3 separate regions of the Zea mays genome follow, and all the other regions are linked to region 3. A link is a contact called in public Hi-C and HiChIP or PLAC-seq data. All regions are on one chromosome and are shown on one strand. The core of a region is the stretch at or near the end of the contact, and the rest is flanking DNA. Distances in the headings are between cores, read along the strand shown.

Region 1 (2,700 bases), core at 49-2,548, 210 kb before region 3:
CAAACATGCAAAACACATCACATGGACCAAACACGTATAAAATATTTGAAGTAGCTAACAATAATTTTTATTTTGACCGATAGATAAGCAACACCATAGACCAGGATCCAGATCCAACAGAAAACAACAACAATGAGAAACGCTAAATCCACAACAACAACAATGCGATTTAGGTCAAGTAACTGGAACCAAACATATAACAGCAGCCGAATCTGGCTACACAAAAAAGACCTAAAATATCCCGAGATGCTTCGCCTTCTACAATCAATCCCAAAAATCAGGTCCTGTCTAACAGAGATCTGAAGATCCAAATACTAGGTAAAAATTACTAACCATCTAGCAACCAATAAACAAGAACGTCTAGCAGCCGAATCTGAAGATACACAAGAGTTTAACCATAGCAGTGAGATACTGAGATATAAAGCAGCGGCATCAATAAACAAGTAAATCTCACACTGCTAGTCATGCAGGATCTAGATCCACACAACAAGAACGTCAGATCTGAAAGGAAATGGATCCAAAGAAAGGCAAGCAAGAATCACCTTGCTCTTGGTGACGGAATCGTTGACGTTAATGGCAGGGAAGAGGAGGGCGCCGGTCTCCTGCATCTGGTAGAGCCTCTTGACACCCGTGGTGGTCTCCTCAGAGACGCCGACAAGCCTCTCCTTCATCTTGCGGTACTTCTTGGGGTCAGCCTTGAGCCCGTCGCGGATGATGGTGAGCACGATCTTGAACTCAGCGTTGTCGGTGGACTCCGGGTCGGGGATCTTGCCGGTCTTCTCGTAATCCTCCTCGGCCTTGACACCCTCGTGGATGAGCAGCGTGGCGTCGCCGCCGTCGTCGACGATGAGGTCGGGGCCGCCCGCCTCGCCCCAGTCGAGGCAGCGCTCGGTGCACCACCAGTACTCCTCGAGGGTCTCCCCCTTCCAGGCGAACACGGCGGCCGAGTCGCGCGCGATGGCGGCGGCGGCGTGGTCCTGCGTGGAGAAGATGTTGCAGGAGCACCAGCGGACCTCGGCGCCGAGCGCGGTGAGGGTCTCGATGAGGACGGCGGTCTGGATGGTCATGTGGAGAGACCCCGAGATCCTAGCGCCGGCGAAGGGCTTGGACGGGCCGAACTCGGCGCGGCACGCCATGAGGCCGGGCATTTCGACCTCGGCCAGCTCAATCTCGAGGCGGCCGAAGTCCGCCTGCGAGAGATCCTTGACCTTGTACTCCCGTCCAGACGAGGTCTTCTCCACAGAGAGCGCCATGGCGGCAGAGGAGGGAGAACTCGCGAATTGGATCTGGGAGATGGGGAAATGGAACGGGAGTGAGGGAGAAGACGGCGCGGTTGGGAGGCAGGGGTGGGGAGGGTTTTATGGGAAGAGACGACGGCGCCAGACCGTTGGTTTGCGGACGCGGCGATTAGCGGCCGTCGGATCTGGGCGGGGGATTGGTGGGGGGTTGGTGAGTCGCCATACCGGAGTGCCGTTGGTGGGTGAAGACGTCAGGTGAGATGCGCGGATCTGAGACATTGGTGACCAATGATGGAATCAATCTATTTTATATAAGTTCGTGCATTATGAGTTTATTTTATAAATTTAGTGAAATGAACTTATTTTTTTAATTATCACTAATTATTACCAAATAAAGGAAATAGTGACGGATAAAACCATTATATTTTACAAACCAAACAAGAAAGTGAGGAGTGAGAAGATAATAGACTAACTTATTCCTCAAACCAAACACGTTATACATATACTGACACATCTCGAGACTTGGTTCGCAAAAACACCCTCCGATTTCTCAAAATAAACAGTGGTCCAATTAAAAATACCTGCTCTCCCGTCACACAGCCCGATTCATGCTTCATCCTCTCTCATTCTCCTTGCTCTCCTCTTCCAGCCGTCGCCGCCACCACCATTGGTCGTCGCACCTCCACTCCTCCCTGTCCTCTCTTCCAGTGGCACAGATTGGACGGATGAACTCACCTACTACCACGATAGTGTAATACCCCTTTCTACTTCTAGAAACCGGTCATTATTCCACTAATGGATTACAAACAAAATATTATCAAAATACTACCCAAACCCTAACACCAAAAGGTAGCAATATCACCAGGCCTTACATCCCCCTTCAAATCTTGCTTCTCCTCAAGCAAGAACAGCTAGAAAACGAGCCTTCAAGACATGGTAATCTTCCCATGTTGCAAGATCTGGAGATGGACTGGTCCACCTAACCAGAACCTGAGTAATGGTTGCATTCCCCTTCTTAACCAATCTTCGGTCTAGCACTTTACCTGGCTCAACATTCTCTAGATCCACCATAGCAGGAAGGTTCTTGAACACCGGTGTATAACGAGGCACAAAGGGCTTTAGCTGTGACACATGAAACACTAGGTGTATTTGAGAGTCTGCTGGTAGATCCAACTTGTAAGCCACTTCCCAATTTTCTCCAACACCTTGTATGGTCCAAAATATCGAAAAGAAAACTTTGGACATTGTTTGCTAACCACAGACTGTTGTGTGTAGGCTATAACTTGAGCAACACCTCTTCTTCAATTTGAAATCCCTAGGCAACCTTCTCATATCAGCATAATGTTTAAACCTTTGTTGGACTTTCGTCAAATGTTCCTTGAGCATAGAACTATGCACTGCTATCTGTTGCACCACATCTCTAGAAACCACATCTTCATCACCCTTCATAGATCGTGCCAGA
Region 2 (2,700 bases), core at 158-2,657, 180 kb after region 3:
AAAGCACATCCCCTAAGACATCATGTTTCCTAACACTTAAATCAGAGATTAAGTACCAACCTGTGAAGGCAATCCTCTTTAGAACCAATACTATGCTCCCAGCGTTTTAAGCTCTCTTCTCTTTGGTAAGACAGTTCTTGCAACTGCTTTGCTGCTGCAGCTAGAAAAATGTGTGGCAGGTTCTTCAACAGACCACACAAGAAGCTGCCTTCACATGTTTGGGGCTCAAGTGGTGCATCCACACTTTCAAATTTAGAATCATCAGGCTTTGCACTAGCTACTGTACTCCAGAGCTTTTTAGTTGCGGATATAGATCTCCAATTCAAAATATTTCCCTGCGTTTTGATGTTGACAAGGAACTATTTCATAATAATGTAAGCAGATTAAACATCAAAGTTGCAGATTTATAAGAGTGACTCAAAATAATTATCAGCTAAACAATGGAATGTTTTTGGAATTAAAATTTCTGAAACTTATATTTGGACTAAAGTTATGCAGCTTATGCTAGTTACTTAGAAGTTAGAACAACTTGTTTTTTGTTTTTGGAAAAGGAAGGTATACTAACTTTAAAGATCAGTCTTGAAACAAGATAGACTTCCGACTTCTGATTCATATGAATCACACAGCTAGAACAAGTAGATCAGTCATTATTATACTGTAGTTGCCTAGTTGGGAAATTGCACAGCAAATGTGTCTTTTGTTCCATAAATCAGGCAAAAAGTTTGTACTCTGTTTTAAATGGCTTGGTTTAGCGAAAAAATACAAGAAAATACCAGAGTATTGACTTATATTTGCGAAAAGGTTGATGAGGTAGTACTAGGATCAAATGAAAAACAAGAATGTTGACTAAATTTCTCTACTGCTGAATTTTAATTCGAACATGATATCGATCCCATGTAAACCGTCAACTCTACCAACCAATTGCCTTCCCAAAATGAAGTTGACAAATTGCAATTTGCAAGATGAACTCTATAGATGAAAAGACTATTCAGGTAATCCTTCTCCTGCTTGGTTAGATTAAACCCTACCTTGAAAAACTTTACAGGCTCAAGAACCCCAAGAACCGTTACCAAACCCACCAATAACGCTACACACACAACAAAAATAAAAGCCGCGTTCCCAAGTCCATGTCCATAGGTAGCGACATCGCCTCCTGACTATACACGAATTCACTAACTCACTTCCAATTTCAGAGCTACATAAGCTGTAAAAATCAGAAAAGAACCTGTAGCTGCCAGCAGGTGTAGTATCCAAACGCTGCCCCCGATGCGTGACGGGCGCCTCGCCGAATTGCCGGTCGGAGGCAATTCGAAGCTACGGCGGCGCGAGGGCGGAGGCCGGCCATGCGGAGGGAATGGGTGGGGCGAGCAGGTGTTCAGGTGAGGTGGCGAGAGAGAGGTGTTCAGGAGTTGGATAACGTCGGGACGGCCGGAGAGGAATCAGCGGGGCGCACTGCTGGCCTGGGTGCGCTCGCGTGAAACCACAAGCGGTGGCGTGTTCCGCGCATGTGGTGAGCAGAGTGGGGTGGACCAAGTGGTCGCGATTGGTTGGCTCCCGCACGACGAGATAATGTGAGATCATGGAACTGAAATCAATTTTAATAATTATTGTTTGTATATATATATATATATTAAGTTAATATATATATATATATAAAGTTAATATGAATACGATAATATGTATAATATATTTATATGCTATCATTAGTTACAATAGAGGTATTTATGTACTGGATTTCCGCTGGAGGGAAGTCCAGGAGCATGCTAGAAATTGCAGATTAGAAATACAACATTGATCTATACAATCAATTTCCATCATACACCGTATAAATTTAAAATAAACTTCTAAATTTTGTAAAGTAATAGAATGTCAAATTCCAAGCTTAATATCTTAGTTTATTAAGGTTGTGCTTAGTAGACCGTGCATTTAGTCGTGCAAGATTTGCTTGACCTTTGAATGCACTAAAGCTAATAGTTAGTTGCTAAAATTAGCTATAGACATCCAAACATCCATTCAACTATTAGTTATTTTTAGTAAATTAGTTAATAGTTAGTTAGCTAATTTCACTAGCAATTTTTTAGTCAACTAACTAACTATTAGTTCTAGTGTATTTAAACACCCCTTAGGCCTAGTTTGGATACTTTGGGATTGGAGTGTTTCGAAGGGATTGGAGAGGGTGCAAATCCCAAATAGATCAAATACGCTCTCAATACATCTTAATCCACTCCAATCCCACTCATTACTAGAGTATCCAAACAAGGCCTTAGGCTTTGTTTGGATACTCTAGTATTGACCCCAATCCACATGTATTGAGGTGGATTGGGTGTAAATTAGTTTAAGTTACACCACAATTCAAATCAATACATATGGATTAGAGTCAATACTAGAGTACTCAAACCAGACCCTAGTCTTCTCGTGTAGCATGCTTGGTGTACCTCATCTCCTTTGGATTGCTTTCCATGCAATGAGATACATAGGTACATAGCATTGACACTAGCTACTAAGCCTCTGTGTGAATTAGAGAGTCGGGCGGATGATTAATCTTGATGGAAATCTGAAAGTGAGCATTTTTTTTCTTCTGAATGCTCTCTTGTTGTCAAAGTCAACTAGGGCATGCAGTAGACCTAGAGGTCTTACCCATGAGCCTTTGAGAAATTTGTACAATCAGTTAAAGGGTAAGCTTGATATCATTGTCCTATT
Region 3 (2,700 bases), core at 173-2,672:
GACCAGACATCAAAACTACTAAGGCCTTGTTCGTTTGTGCCGGATTGGTGGGTCGGAACGATTCCTAGCCGGATTGCTTCTCTAATTTATATAAACTTTGATTAGGGCTTGTTCGTTTCCACCGGATTGGTGGGTCAGAACGATTTCTAACCGGATTTCTTCTCTAATTTATATAAACTTTGTTTAAACGGAACGATTCCGGGTGCAATCCGATACAAACGAACAGGGCCTTTGAACGATTCCGGGTGCAATCCGACGTAAACGAACAAGGTCTAAATAGACTGTGAGTCGAACAAGATCTATTAGACACGATCCATTTAGCCATAGCCGGCTGTCTCTGCGCGGTCTGGCCTCTGCCCGAACTGCCGAACTGCACTACTCCGCCAAACGCCAACAGCCAAAACACGGTATGAGTTGAGGACGGGGTGATGATTCACGTGTTGGAACCGGACCAGATATTTTGGTGGTGCCGAAGCTTTCTGGTCCAGAACCATATACTCCTATTATACTCTCCTAGTGCCACCGAAGAGCAGGTGTAGCTCCACTCCACTCCACTCCACTCCAACACGCCCTCCACTACCTTGCCAACTCATAATTGCTGACCACCATTATTGCTCTCCACCACCCGCCCGCTCGTGACGCAACGCAACGCAAACGCGCGCGCGGAAAGCCAGCCCCCGTTGCAGTTTCTCCCACTCCCAGCCCAGTCCCAGTCTGGGCTGGAGTAGTAGCGGTTGGTGGAGCGGGCGGGTAGCGGCCACGTCCGGACGGCGACGGGCGGGCGTGGTCAGTCCGCTGTCACGTGGAGCAGATGCATCCGGCACGTCTCGATGCCGACCGCGACGGCGACGGCGACGGCCGCGGTGGGCCGAGTAGATCTGTAGATGCATGCGCGGCTGTCTGTGTCCTCGTCACGGTAGGTGGGGGCGGCTTTCCGCTGCCCGCTGGTGTGGTATGGTAGGCCAGTGTCCCGTGGGCCCCACGGCAATGGAGGGTCTACCGGCGTACCGCGCGGATCTGGCTTCACCTACCGCCCGCGCGAGTCGCGACTAGTGGCTCGCCCTGGCACCTACCTACTCGGGGACGGGGGGATGGTGAAAGGGGGGACCCGACCCGATCTTTTCGACCATACATACATGCCCAGTTTCGGCCATACGTGCGCCTAGACGTTTTTCGCAATCGCAGCACGTTTGTTTTTCCAAATTTCTCGAGTTACCTTTGTACTAGCAGTAACATATTCATGCGTACCTAATTTAGACGACGTTATCATAATCATATTCCTCCCTTTTTTCCCATTTATATTACTGTAGTTCAGTTCATTCGAGGCTCAAAGTTCCTAGCTTTTAGTAGGTCTGAAATCGGCCCAACATGACAGCTCGGCCTCCCCCGCACATAAGTCAGTTGGTGGCCACTTGGGCTTACGCATCAGGATACGTTTCTTCACGCTGTCGGCGTAAATCACACTGTTTTCTGGTAGGAGTATACCATGGATCGATCCTTCACCCTTTGACCAAATATGAAGGGAAAAAAAAAGAAGCTTACAGCGAAAGCTTGGTAAGAGGTTCTTTGGTTCACACCATGACACCAATAATTTACTGACTAAAGTCTAGTCACTTTTAGTTCATAAACTACCAAATAGGACGACTAAATTAGGTATTCCAAACAAAATTTTCAGAAACTAAAGTTTAGCTCCTAAAGTTTATCGGAGTGACTAAGGGGGTGTTTGGTTACACCCCGCTAAAATTTAGCTCCTGTCCCATCGAATGTTTGAACCTCCGTTCCGGGTATTAAATGTAGTCAGATTATAAAACTAATTTGTCAGCCGAAGATTAAAAGACGAGACGAATCTAGTCCAGTTGGTTGGGTCTATATTTCATACTCCTATTTAAAAGTCAAACGATTGATGTGACCCGGGCTAAACTTTAGCAGGAGCAATCAAACACCCCCTAAAGCTACCAAACCCTTCTAAACCTTGCCAATAGTCAAAACCTTGCCAATTGACTATTGGTGTGCACTTGTGGACGGTGCTCCCTAAGAAAAAAAAATCTCTTAGACACTACCGGATACAAATCTGCAGGCCATAAATGTGATCTGGTATTCAGAGATTTTTTTTCCTGCTCTCGAGTCCTAGTCACTTGCTATTCTCTTCTATTTTAAAGCCCGTGTTCTCACCGTTTATGTCCTAGTGGGTTTTCTTTGAAAATGCACATGCTAGTGCCTAACAATAAAAAAAACTAGAAGTTTAGTCCAGCTTTAACAGATTGATAAGTCTTATATTTTAAAATATGACACTGACCTTAAGGTACCAGTACCATTGAACAGATAAACCTGGATTCATTTTGGGTTGAAATTTCATGCATATACTAGCACCCACGGTACCTGTCAGGCCTATTTTTCTGCCGGACACATGCATAATAGGCTGCCCGCTAATTTTTAAATAAAACAATTCGAGTTAACGAATCGGGTTCGGGTCACATTTTAGATGATCAGGTTTTGTTGAAATACAAGAGAACTGGCTACCATCTTTATTGCATTGTCTTTTAGATTAAATTATTCGATGTTAACTACCTCCTAGAAACTTAATATTTTAATTTGATTTTATACCAAACTATCTTAACTTTGATCAAGTTTACTAAAAAATATTTATATTTATTTTACCATATAAGTATTATTATATGAATTTGAAACATATTTTAGTAG

The links. A called contact is a pair of places that touch in the nucleus more often than the background predicts. HiChIP or PLAC-seq counts read pairs in DNA pulled down with a chosen protein or histone mark.
Region 1: an H3K4me3 HiChIP or PLAC-seq map of leaf shows a contact between it and region 3, with 8 times the contacts expected there. The contact joins the promoter of LOC100282150 here to the enhancer-like site in region 3. A contact is called at or near these places in 9 of 25 Hi-C or Micro-C datasets (bundle sheath, ear, leaf and 2 more) and 1 of 3 datasets of contacts at active chromatin or transcription factors (leaf).
Region 2: a Hi-C map of bundle sheath shows a contact between it and region 3, with 4 times the contacts expected there. The contact joins the promoter of LOC100276521 here to the enhancer-like site in region 3. A contact is called at or near these places in 3 of 25 Hi-C or Micro-C datasets (bundle sheath, ear and tassel).

Annotation. Positions count from the first base shown.
Region 1 is chr4:22,829,280-22,831,979 of Zm-B73-REFERENCE-NAM-5.0, reverse strand. LOC100282150 (adenosylhomocysteinase) reads right to left here and starts at 1,298. Exons shown (of 3, transcript NM_001155062.2): 1 at 543-1,298. The coding sequence starts at 1,253.
Region 2 is chr4:22,443,570-22,446,269 of Zm-B73-REFERENCE-NAM-5.0, reverse strand. LOC100276521 reads right to left here and starts at 1,407. Exons shown (of 3, transcript NM_001150287.1): 1 at 1,226-1,407; 2 at 61-335. The coding sequence starts at 1,345.
Region 3 is chr4:22,621,088-22,623,787 of Zm-B73-REFERENCE-NAM-5.0, reverse strand. No RefSeq gene overlaps it. Among protein-coding and RNA genes, the nearest start is that of LOC103652935, 16 kb to the left of the region's middle. Within about 2 kb of position 1,422, at least 19 of the 20 cell types and tissues checked have an H3K27ac peak or open chromatin away from gene starts, as enhancers often do. A contact at or near this core is called in bundle sheath, ear, leaf and 1 more, where this site is marked.